Linked DNA regions of Mus musculus: regions 1 and 3 are each linked to region 2. Evidence: chromatin contacts called from public promoter capture Hi-C data. All regions are on one chromosome and are shown on one strand. The core of a region is the stretch at or near the end of the contact, and the rest is flanking DNA. Distances in the headings are between cores, read along the strand shown. Region 1 holds the start of Cav2 (caveolin 2). Region 2 holds the start of Lsm8 (LSM8 homolog, U6 small nuclear RNA associated). Region 3 holds the start of St7 (suppression of tumorigenicity 7).

Evidence for each region. Promoter capture Hi-C pulls out the DNA fragments that hold promoters and counts their contacts.
Region 1: a promoter capture Hi-C map of pre-B cells shows a contact between it and region 2. The contact joins the promoter of Cav2 here to the promoter of Lsm8 in region 2. A contact is called at or near these places in 2 of 39 promoter capture datasets (liver and pre-B cells).
Region 3: a contact with region 2 is called in a promoter capture Hi-C map of pre-B cells. The contact joins the promoter of St7 here to the promoter of Lsm8 in region 2. A contact is called at or near these places in 5 of 39 promoter capture datasets (the 3T3-L1 cell line, cranial neural crest, frontonasal cranial neural crest and 2 more) and 1 of 9 other capture datasets (liver).

The regions. Positions count from the first base shown.
Region 1 is chr6:17,279,345-17,283,060 of GRCm38.p6, reverse strand. Cav2 (caveolin 2) reads right to left here and starts at 1,876. Exons shown (of 3, transcript NM_016900.4): 1 at 1,551-1,876; 2 at 979-1,166. The coding sequence starts at 1,700.
Region 2 is chr6:18,846,946-18,850,885 of GRCm38.p6, reverse strand. It overlaps Lsm8 (LSM8 homolog, U6 small nuclear RNA associated), which reads right to left and starts at 2,251. Exons shown (of 4, transcript NM_133939.1): 1 at 2,123-2,251; 2 at 1,220-1,260. The coding sequence starts at 2,153.
Region 3 is chr6:17,691,658-17,695,779 of GRCm38.p6, reverse strand. It overlaps St7 (suppression of tumorigenicity 7), which reads right to left and starts at 1,786. Exons shown (of 16, transcript NM_001289624.1): 1 at 1,418-1,786. The coding sequence starts at 1,568.

The sequences.
Region 1 (3,716 bases), core at 627-3,126, 1.6 Mb after region 2:
TAACTCTTTGAACACTGAGACTGCCCTGGGATGTGGCAATGCCCCATGATGTGAAAAACTAAACGGTGGTATCTAGGGTCACACGTGTCACCAGGACCACCTTGAGGTACCAGCGTGAAAACTATTGTGACATTGGGGATGATTCTTTGAATGAAGTGGGTAACCTTTAACACAAAAAACATTTCTTGGAGGAGTGGGCTAGTTCCCTTAAGACAAGTTTGAGTGCTTAAAAAAGCTTATGATGCATCTTGAACGTGAATAACTTTACAGACATCCCAACATTCGATTGGTTTCCATATTTCTTTTTCTTGTAACTAGATGGCATTTGTGTGTGTGTGTGTGCTTCATAAGTGAAACAATAATGTAATGGCCTATCCCCTTGTTTCATAGCTTAACATTTTATTTGTTCGTGGTAGATGTTCAACCCAATCATTGTAAACACTCCTGTCTCCCCTGGGTTCATGGCTGCCATTTACCAATAGCAAGACTTGAGTGGCTCAGTTCATAGCACTGTTTTACTAAAGTCTGCCCTTCTCCAAGGGTCAGAATGTAAGCGCTGTTTTCTCTGAGATCAACGTTTGTTTTGCCCAAGCACAGATGGTGACTGAATAAAAGTCAATGAAAGGAGGAAAGGACCTGCCCAGAACCACAGGCACGAGTCACAACAGGCCCTGGAGAGAGCAGCCTATGACAGGAAGTGGCCTTCCAGCCCCCACCTCCACACTCAGCTCAGCCTTCTGCATGGAAGGAAAAATCACACCCAGGAAAGAGGCCCTTGCTTCCTTCTGTTTAAACTCTCAGCCGGGACTATTATTCTAAAGAAAGCACACTGCCCTTCAAGATTTCTCAGGTCTTGTTACCCTTGGGAACTAATGTAAGCGTTTTCTCTGCAAATGGGCCCTGGGAAATAGGAAGAGCAGAGAGCAGGTGGCAAAAACTTCTGTAAGCTTCAGAATCAACCCATGTGTCCCCTCTCACCAGATGTGCAGACAGCTGAGGGTAGCAAACAGGATACCCGCAATGAAGGCCAAGGGGATGGCCAGAAATACGGTCAGGAACTTGTACATCACATATTTGCTGATTTCAAAGAGAGCATGGCTGCAGATCCACACTTTGTCAAAGGAGTGTGTAGTCTCAGGCTCTGCAATCAGATCCTCGAAGCCTAGCTGCAGAGACAAGATGCAAGGACTCATGACGTCATCCAACCTGTCGGGGATAGGGTCGGGGTGGGGAGGGAACGAAGTTGGTGGGGGTGGGGGGTGTGGTGGCAGAAGCACTCTAAGAAGGGGAAGTCCGAAGGAAAGGCGACCTGGCTAGAGTATCTTCAGCTTTTCTTAGAGTGACACTGGGCACACAGGAGTTGGACACTGTGTGGCTGTTCAGGGAGCCTGAAGGCTGTGGGACCAGGGCAGAGTGCCAATGGAACCAGCATTAGCAATGGGACCAACCCCCACTGTTGGGGAGAAGGTCAAGAGTCATCCTCCTGCAGCATACAAGGGACCCTTAGCAGCCTCCAGCCTAGATGAGTGATAGCCCAGCCTGAAACTCACCTTGAGATGAGAGTTGAGCTGGTGAGGATCCCGGTCGTGACTCGAGTCAACATACTTCTCAGGATCTGCGTAGTCAACGCCACTGTGGTGGCTGTAGGCGTCATCGGCCATGAAGAGCTGCACATCGGCCTTCTCGGTCTCCAGCCCCATCGTGGCTGGCGTTGCAAGAGTGGCTCGGTCGTTCGGTCCCTAGGCAGCCCTGCCTCCCCTTCCCGTGGCGCTCAGCCCCGCCCCGCCTGGCTTCGCCCTGCCTAGCCTCGGGCTGCCCGGGCGGCGGCCGCTTCCCGCTGCCGGTTCCCGCTCCCAGCCTTGGCTGGCCGAACCCCGCCCCGCCCCGCCGGGCCTGCGGGGAGGGAGGGCACCTCTCCAGTTGTTTGCCAAAGCCCCAAGGAGCCCGGGGAACCGGCTCGATGAGTCATCTCCTGGCTTGGTGAAGCCGGGCAAAGCAGACCTCCCGGGCCACTTGGCTTGCAGTCCGAACAGGGATGCTTAAAGGCAGACAGATTGGTCAGGGAGGTGTGTGTACTGGAAGAAGGTCTGGAGGTGCTAGGGGGCAAGCATTAGGGAAGTCTACATGCATCTACTGGTTGGATTAGAGTTGTGGCACCTGCTCCTCAGAGCTATCCTGAGAGAATGAGATGTTAATTCCTAACTTTTACTTGGTCCCCAACTCACAGCAAGCATTGTAGCTGAATCGTGAGGCTAAGGCGTACCTTGTTGATAGATAATGGACTGCAGCAGCCCTTTCGTTTTGTTTTTGTTTCCCCAGAGTTGGTTATGTAAGTTGTTATAGGAGTTTGTTGCCATCATACCCCAAGGATAGGTCTGCTCTTCTGCCTCCAAACTACAACTAACTTTGGATTTTCCCTTAAATCAGGATTTTGTTCAAAGACTGCAGGAACTAATGCCGTGCAGACAGGTCTGTAATGCCATCGTAGGAGCAGCATAAACAAGCATATAACTACATCATGGTACATGGATAAGCCCGCTGACCATTCTCTCAAGAGCTTCAGTAGGGAGGAGTTGGCATAAAGAGTTTGCCATCTGGTAACCTAAAACTTTGCCTGCGCGAAATAGGAACTTGGTGAGTATAGATATGGAATGATGCTTTCAGTTTGCCCAGACCCCAAACTATAGTACCAAAGAATGGGCATTGCTCTGGACAGCCGGCTTTAGAGCCTGCTGCACAAATCAAATCCCTTGTAGGAAATGGATTTGAAGGTTTCTTTGGAAAAGGAAAGGCTATTTGGGGAGTAATACAAGTTACAAAACAACCAACTAAACAACCTGGGAACTGATCGGAGAACATATTTGGAAGGCAAAACTCTAAATGTCATAGTTGAATAGGGAGTGTATCTTCTTCCACTGCAGTGTGTGGGTCATCATGTCAGTAATGCAGAATGGCGCAGGGTTGAATCCCACGTCCTGGAGGCTTCTTCTCTCGCCCCCTCACCGAGTCCCGTTACTCAAGCTTCCCCCTCCCCCTGATTATACTTTTCCTTCCTGGTTTTATTTAAATCCTTTTTAATTCGAAGGGGTGGTATAGGCCTTACACTCACTGTTTTCTCAGCACTTCACCATCCTGCATTCATTCGGACTTTCTGAGAATCAGATAGGGTCTAGATGCTACGCCCGATGGCAGGAGTTTGAAGGGGAGGCCTTCATGTTGATTTCCAGGGTTTGGAAGAGACAGTTTAGATCCATTTAATCTTTTTGTAAAGCTTACATTTCCTCAAAGTTGTAAGGTCTTTCTCAAGAAGAAGAAAAAGCATGGCTGCAGTCAGGGTGGTGGCCAGACATCTAACCCTGGGGCTTCATCCCTTCCAAGTCTTCCAGATACCTTCACATTTCCATTGTCCTCCTTAGGACAATTGAAAGACCTATTGCAAATAACTGCTGAGTTTTCAAGCAGTGGAGACAGGCCATGGAGAGGTAAAACTGCCATGTCTTTTATTGGGCAGTTACAGTTAAAGATTCATTTGTAAAATTATAGGTATTTATAAAAGTTGTCTCTGAAGCCCATGATAAAAATAGAACCTGACTAGAGTTGGCGTATGCCATGAAGAATTCAATAGAGAAAGACTCACATACTGACTTACTGAATATATCCCTCTACCATGGGTTGGGACTTGATGACACTCTTATTTTTAATAACATGCTTGCCCG
Region 2 (3,940 bases), core at 1,002-3,501:
AAGGAAATACGCAGGAAAAACTGTATGGTTCTAGGAAAATATAGTATTACAGATGCTATTCAAGTTTCTGAAGAAATTGCTTATTTTGGATTTGACTGGGTAATCTCTTGGGTCAGCCATTAAACTTATGATCCAAATAACTATATAGAATCAGAATAAATAGAAACTTGGAGTCTAGAAACTGGAAAGAAAAACTTAGACTATTTACTATAGTAGTTGGTAAACAGTAGTTATCATAAAACCCCAGAAAAGTCCTCTCACCTTCATTTTATACACAAATATTTTATCAGGCGACTTTGTGATAAGATAGAACTAATCAATGTCAATACTTTTGTTCCGCTTTCCCTCTGTAAACCTTTTGTAACAGAAACAAGATATTTAAACATGAGGCTTAGTGGTAATTCTTCACAAGGCTGTATGTCAGACTAAATAACACACAAGATACTTAGCACATGATATGCATTTAGTCTTTGTCACTTTGACTGGTATGGCCTATGAAAAACAATAAAAGGATTAATAAAATTAAGGAGCTCTGATGGCTCAGTGGTTAAGAGTACATACTGATCTCCAAAGCACCCATACATTGTGGCTCACAAAGACCTGCAACTCTAGTTCTTCTGGCCTTCTTGTGTAGTGTACCCCCACACATACAGCAGATATTCACACAAACATACATGAACAAACATGAGCAAAAATAAATCTTAAAAAAAAAATCACAGAATGGGATAACATGGGATTAAATTTCATACAGGAAATATTTCAATCAAAGATGATAGACAAGGCAATGGTCCCAAAGATTGTACCACCAGTGAAGTCATAGCTAACTTGAAGTTTCCAAAACCATTTATTATTTTTGGAAGAACAATGAAATCACTGAAGACACACTTCTCAGATTAAATCACCTCGTCGATAAGCAATTTATTGGGGCATACACATAATATGTAAATCGTTTAAGGTCTCTAATGGCATAAGGAAGAGACACAAGAAGAAAACCAATCAGCTATTGCACAGCTCTCCATTTCAGATCAGAGGCCTTCAAGGTTGATTAGAGAATCTGTACAGGTAGCCAAGAGACTAAGGTTAAATGGATGAATCAATGGGTGAATCATAAGAGCAGTGAACTAGGTGTGCTGTGGTGCCTGAACACTAGGCCAGAAATGTTACCTCAAATTTGCAATCAATAAGCCTAAGGAAAGAGAAAAACGGAAATGTCACTCACCACAATCATTCTGCCATCAGAAGTAATAACAGCCACAGTCCCTGAGAACCGAGTCAAGGAACGTATTTCTTAAAGAATACAACCTGAAAACTTTCAGCCTGGAAAGAGTTCCAATTACTTAAAAAGGAAAGAAGAGACAGAATCAAGATTCCACACTGCCACTGCTCTTGAGGGAGAAAACTGAAGTTTTTAAACTTGTTTCAATTGTACCTCGAAAACAGTTCATCACATGGGAGAAGGGTATGTGACCGCTTGACTCTGGTTTAAACAGCAGTGTTTCCAACCTATGACACTGAGTCAGGCAGACTCATTTCTTAAGCTTTAAAATAAAAACTAGGTGAGTGCTAATTAATGTTGAATTACTTTATGCAAGTAAAGGACCTTCTCATCCAAGACTCTGTCATAATTAATGCCATCAAGTACCAATAATTCTTGTATCATTAAAAGCTCTCTGTATTTAACTATGTGTCTTAGGTTTTGCCCCGACTTTAGAACAGCAATTCTAACTTAAAAAATTCAACCGGGCTTTTAAAAGCTACTCGCCACTCTCTAAACACCATGACAAGATTTCAAGCAGAGGTATGGGACCTGAAGCCCAAATCTGAGAAGCATCTATCTGTTGTATGCTATCTCTGCTTGGGGGACCTGCAAACGCAGAGTTCTTAGGAAAACAGTGCATCTTATTCCGGATGTTGGGACACACGATCAAAGGCCGTGTGCAGAGAAGTTCGAACTACACCGAGATCTGTGCTGTGGGTGCAAAAAGCCCCGAGGCCGGCCGGGAGCTCCCTCCACGAACCCCGACCCCGGGTCCTCCGCCCACCGCCCACCACTCCGGGCCTCCCGTGCTCCCTCCCGCCCCCGCCGCCGCCTGAGCGGTCGCAGCAGCCCGCCGGAGGATACGGTTGATGTAGTTCTCCAAAGCAGACGTCATGCTGCTGGGCCCGGAGGTCCCGGGAATCTGCGAGGGCTCGGCAACGAGGAGACAAAACACCGCCCGACAGAAACCCGGACAGCTTCGCGCCCGCTGGCGAACGCAAAGACCGCGAGACTCTGAGGCCTCAGCGGCGACGAATCAGGGACGGAAAGGAGCCGGCCAAACAGGAAGCCGGGCGGGGCTGACTAGTGGGCATGCGCAGTGTGTTTCCGCCGGGCTTCTGGGCGGCGCTCGCACGCCGAGACCAAGGCGGGGACAGGCAGTTTATGGAGAGGTCACTGAAGGTGGGCTGGAAGGAGAGCCTGGAAGGAGGCTCTAGCGGACGGGAAGACACTGTGGTAGTTACTAAAGGTAGTGTGGGAAGACACTTTCTGCCGGAAGACACACGACATGAAGATGGTAGCATTGGCTACTGAAGGAGAGAGATTCTTTGTTCTCATAGGCGACATAGATGCAGGGTGGAGGGAGTTCTAGCTTTCTCACGCGTGAGCCAGAAAAGTTTAAAAAGCCAAATAGCCCAGTACAAAGGGAGCATATTGTAGCTCCATGATGTGCATTTTCGGAGAATCCAACTGTATACAGAATGTTAGTGTTGAAGAATGAAAAATTACTGGCCTCTTGTAAGAACATGAACTTTTTACCTCGGAGCCCACCCCCTCCCATCTAGAAAACATTTTTGAGATAAAGGCTTCCTGGAACAACCTCAAAATGAACCAGGTACTCCTTAGTTACGTAGGTTCCTTGATAGGACATGACTCCTTAGTTACATAGATTCCTTTGGCAGAACTCCCTAGTGATGTAAACTTGTACTTTCCCTGCCCAGTTCTCCCCCTTTGAGTTTTACTATATAAGCCTGTGAAAAATTTTGGCTGACCGTCGAGACTCCTCTACCCTGTGCAAAGGTGTATGAGTTTCGACCCCAGAGCTCTGTGTGCTTTCTGTTGCTGCTTTATTTCGACCCCAGAGCTCTGGTCTGTGTGCTTTCATGTTGTTGCTACTTTATTAAATCTTACCTTCTACATTTTATGTATGGTCTCAGTGTCTTCTTGGGTACGCGGCTGTCCCGGGACTTAAGTGTCTGAGGGAGGGTCTCCCTTCGAGGGTCTTTCATTTGGTGCATTGGCCGGGAAACAGCGCGACCACCCAGAGGTCCTAGACCCACTTAGAGGTAAGATTCTTTGTTCTGCTTTGGTCTGATGTCTGTGTTCTGATGTCTGTGTTCTGTTTCTAAGTTTGGTGCGATCGCAGTTTCAGTTTTGCGGATGCTCAGTGAGACCGCACTCCGAGAGGGAGTGCGGGGTGGATAAGGATAGACGTGTCCAGGTGTCCACCGTCCGTTCACCCTGGGAGACGTCCTAGGAGGAACAGGGGAGGATCAGGGACGCCTGGTGGACCCCTCTGAAGGCCAAGAGACCATTTGGGGTTGCGAGATCGTGGGTTCGAGTCCCACCTCGTGCCCAGTTGCGAGATCGTGGGTTCGAGTCCCACCTCGTGTTTTGTTGCGAGATCGTGGGTTTGAGTCCCACCTCGCACCTTGTTGCGAGACCGTGGGTTCGAGTCCCACCTCGCGTCTGGTCACGGGATCGTGGGTTCGAGTCCCACCTCGTGCAGAGGGTCTCAATTGGCCGGCCTTGGAGAGGCCATCTGATTCTTCTGGTTTCTTTTTTTTTGTCTTAGTCTCGTGTCCGCTCTTGTTGTGACTACTGTTTTTCTAGAAATGGGACAATCTGTGTTCACTCCCCTTTCTCTGACTCTGGAGCATTGGAAGGAGGTGCGGGTCAGAG
Region 3 (4,122 bases), core at 537-3,036, 1.2 Mb after region 2:
AAAGGACGGGTCTTTGAGACTAGAATCTATTCTCTAGTCACCAAAGTCACAAGGAAAAAGCCTTACCCTAAAGCAGTTGTTCTAAACCTTCTAAATTTACGTTGAGGTGACCCACCAACCATAAAACTATTTTCTTTTTTCTCGCTACTTTGTAATTGTGATTTTGCTACTCATAATGTATATATCTGACATGCAAGGATATCTGATATGCAAGCTCCAAATGGGTCATGACCCACAGGTTGAGAATGTCTGTCCTAAGGCAAGGAACACAATATTACAATGTGACAAGCAGTCACGCTAACAGATTAAAAAAAAAAAAAAGGTGGGATCTTCGGAATAATCAGAGCCAAACAGCTTAGCATCCTCTACATTAGGATGAGCTGATTCTATGTGCAGAATTCTGTCTGCCTCCCAAAAAGACCATCCAAAGGATACTATGAAACAAACATAGTCAGCAACAGGTTCACATTAAAGGAGGTTTATAATGTTAAACAAAATGAGTACATTGTGGCAAGCATCTAAAAGGGTCCACTTCCCACTGGTCCTCCATTTCCAGTTATGGTCATGGGAAATTCATTTCCAACCTTGGTATTGTAGACAATGCAAATTAAAATAACAGAAGACAGATATATGTGAATGTGTATCTATGTCTGTAAATAAGTCAGAACTGTAAAGACTTCCCAGCGTAGTGTGCAATAAAATTTGCAGACTCAAAGGGCTGTAAGCCTTCCTTCAACGTGCATTTTGTTTCTGAATTGTCTCTGGGGTGTCCTTAGCCTAAGTTTGCCCTCCTTGGTTTTTAACATCTGGGGTGGCCTGCTGCAAGTTTATCAGGACCACAGTCACCACATACATGCACACTTGTTTAGCCCCGCGCGCTTTAGAGAGGGCTCAGCCGAGAACAGGACAACTTCAGCTGGGGACGTCAGACATTCCAGATTCCCCGCGCGCGGTCCGCGTGTCCCCTCGACATTCCGTTGGGTGACCTGACACGTCATCCACGCTCCTAGAGGGACCTACGGACATGCCCTCCCCGTCCACACCACAGCGACACCCTCCGGGACAAGGCTCTCTCTCCACTCGCGCGCGCCCTCGGCCCGAGCCATGCGTGGGCCCTGGCGGCGCAGCCGGGAGCAGGACATGCCTCCTCGGCGCGGTTCGGACGCTCGAGCGCCGGCGAGACTCGCGAGCTCCCGGGGCTCGGCGGGGACCCGCGGGGACGGAAGGGGACACTCCGCGCGCGGGGGTGGGGGTGGGACTCGCGAAGGCCGCGGGGCTGCGGCGGCCACCTGAGGCGGCGCGTCCCGGAGCGCGCGTCCCCGCCGGCCGCGACCCCGCCGCGCGACTTTGCACTAACTTTCCCGGGGCGGGGGAGGGGCGGCCGAGCGGAGCCGGGCCGGGCCGGGCCGGGCCTGACCTGTGCTCAGGTTGTCGTTGATCCTCAGGGGCACCCTCAGGATGTAGACCAGGAAGAGCACGAGGAAGAACCACACGGTCCACAGATAGGTCCACGACCACACGATGCAGGACTTGAGCTGCTCCAGGAAGCCCGCGCCCGCCTCGGCCATCTTCCGGCGCTGCTACGGGCCGCCGCGGCGCTCGCTGTCGGCCGGGATGATTCACCCGCCCGAGGCACGGCTCGAGCCGCCGCCGCCGCCAGGGCCCGGCGTCCCCGGAGCTCGCCCGGCGCCCGGATGCGGCGGGAAAGCGCGCGGCCTGCGCTCCGAGCCCCCGCCGGTGGCCTTCGTGGAGCGGTCACGTGGGCCCGGTCCCTGCACTCTCCCGGGCCATTTATACTTCTTGTACTAGTATTTTAGGAGGACAGCCCGGGCGCCGCCGAGGGACCCACTGACGTAACAGCTCGCGGGTGTAGAGCGCTTCCGAGAGCCGGGCGTGCTCCACACACTTTGTAATGTCTGGGGGGGGAGCCTGCAACAGTTGCCAGGTCCTGGGGTGATAGACGGAGGGAAACTGAGGCCCAAAGCGTTCCTAGGTCTACCTTAAAGTGGAGTCAGAATTCGGTTGCAATCAAGATTTCCAGGACGTAAACAAGGTTTCCAGGAGTCTTAAAGCTGTGTCTCCCAGGACTGGGGCTTAAAGGTATCAATGAAATCCAGACGAGCTAGAAGAGATGCACTCCTGCTCATTAGGCCTGAAGAGAAATTTTGGTTCCCTTTGTACTAGCTTCTGCTATTTGTTTTGTTTTTCCCAAACAGCACGGTGAAGGGTTTTCCAGAGAAACTGACAACATACGTATTTCTTTTTCTTCCTATTTTCCAAGTGATCGCCATTCAAACAAGTCTTTACTCGTTTTGTTTTTGTTTTTAACATATAAGCAATTCCCTAGTTTAACTTTGGCGTACTTCATCAGAACCTAATGAAAAATGAATAAAAATAAAACCACATTATGAACATTTTCCCACGGTTAAATAAAATAGTATATTTTACACAAGGCTTTAGGTGCTAGCTCCGAGTCTGTTTCTTGACTTTTAATGTATTCAATGTTAAATGAAGCAAACGCAGACTTTCCCAACTATAACCAAGACATTAAAATTCATCACTGAACAGCTTACCTTATTATAATTTTTATATTGCTCATGATTAAGCTCAGAATGCATTACCTCAAAATGGGACACCTTGTGCTGGCGTGCTGGCTGCCTTGAATGGAAGGGAATTGGAAAGGCCTCAGAAGCAAGGTGTCTCTGAGCTCCTGTCCTTTTTTCATACCTTGTGTGTCCCCCAAAGCAAAGCCAGTTCCCGGAAACCAAAATTCCCCTACTTCAAGGTGCATTGTAGAAATCAGAATGCATCTCCCTCAGACTAAACTATAAAACATGGAAAGCTCGATCTTTTCTCCCTTCCCCCTCCTCCTTTGAAGCCCCTCATTCCAGGACACTCTACCTCAAAAACCTCCAGAAGAAAGAATGTTAGGGAGAGGCCAAGAATGTGGACATGCCGGCTTTGCGAGACCTTTCCCCTCAGCCTGTCACCTTCACGTTATTACCTGAACGAAAAGAGGTTTCTCAAATTCTTTCAGGCTTCATTTATCATGCTTTTTCTTTTGCATCCTGATATATGGGAGTGTTGGCTGCGGCCCTTACAGTGGGTGTGGAGAGGTGTTACACCTTTCTGCTCCTACAAGGACTTGTAGTTTCTTCCATAGTAAAACAGGCTGAGTTAATTTGTAGATGTGGGGCCTGTTTGTGACAGTTCCAGGTGGCAAACTCAATTGCACTAAGGAGTGGTTTGGGGATTGCCTGCGAGGGTCTTTCCAGAAGAGACTGAGAAGTGAGTGTGAGCACATTTGATGGGGAATGTTCACCTTCAGTGTGTGTGAGTACCATTCAAGAACCTGGAGACCATAGAACTAGAGAGAATGTACTCTCCTTCTACCACAGAAGAGGCATTTTGACCTCTTCTTCTGTTGACATTGGCCATGAGAACTCCAGGCTTTAGACTCCAGGACTTGGACCAGTGCCACCTTCAGGCCTCCAGACTCCAACTGTAGGTTGTAATCTAAGCTCCCCTTCCCTACCATGGGTCATTCTTTGAAATTAGCCTGAGCGGCGCTACCTACTCTCTGGTTCTCCAAGACTTTCATGGAACTTCTCATACTATATTCTTCATAAGCCAATTCCCCAGTCAACCAACCCCTCCTTCCTCTCCTTTCTCTTCTCCATTCTATACTGGGCCTTAAGACATCAAGATTCAGATCACCTCTGTGTTTCTCCCAGCAATGGCCTCTAGTTACAGCCTGATTGTTACCTAGAGGGAACTATGTTGTGGGTTCCTACCACCAATTTTACTACCACCACCTCATCATCATCTATCTAAAAATGATATGTAGATGGCATATAGTATTTTGCCGGGCACTTTTGTCCTCCTGCTCCATACTACCTGTCATATATTTCTCTGGCTGCCCTTCCCAGCCAGGCAACATGTTCCTATTAGCAGATTTTTCAGAGATTCCATTGATGTACGACCTCTTTTGACACACCAATTCCATCAGACCATCACACCACTCATCCTTTTCTGAAAGATGCAGCACCAGGAGGCTAGTAGTGGGCCATTACAGCATAGGCCTACTAGGTATAGGGCTTTATTCATGATTTTGCCAATCAC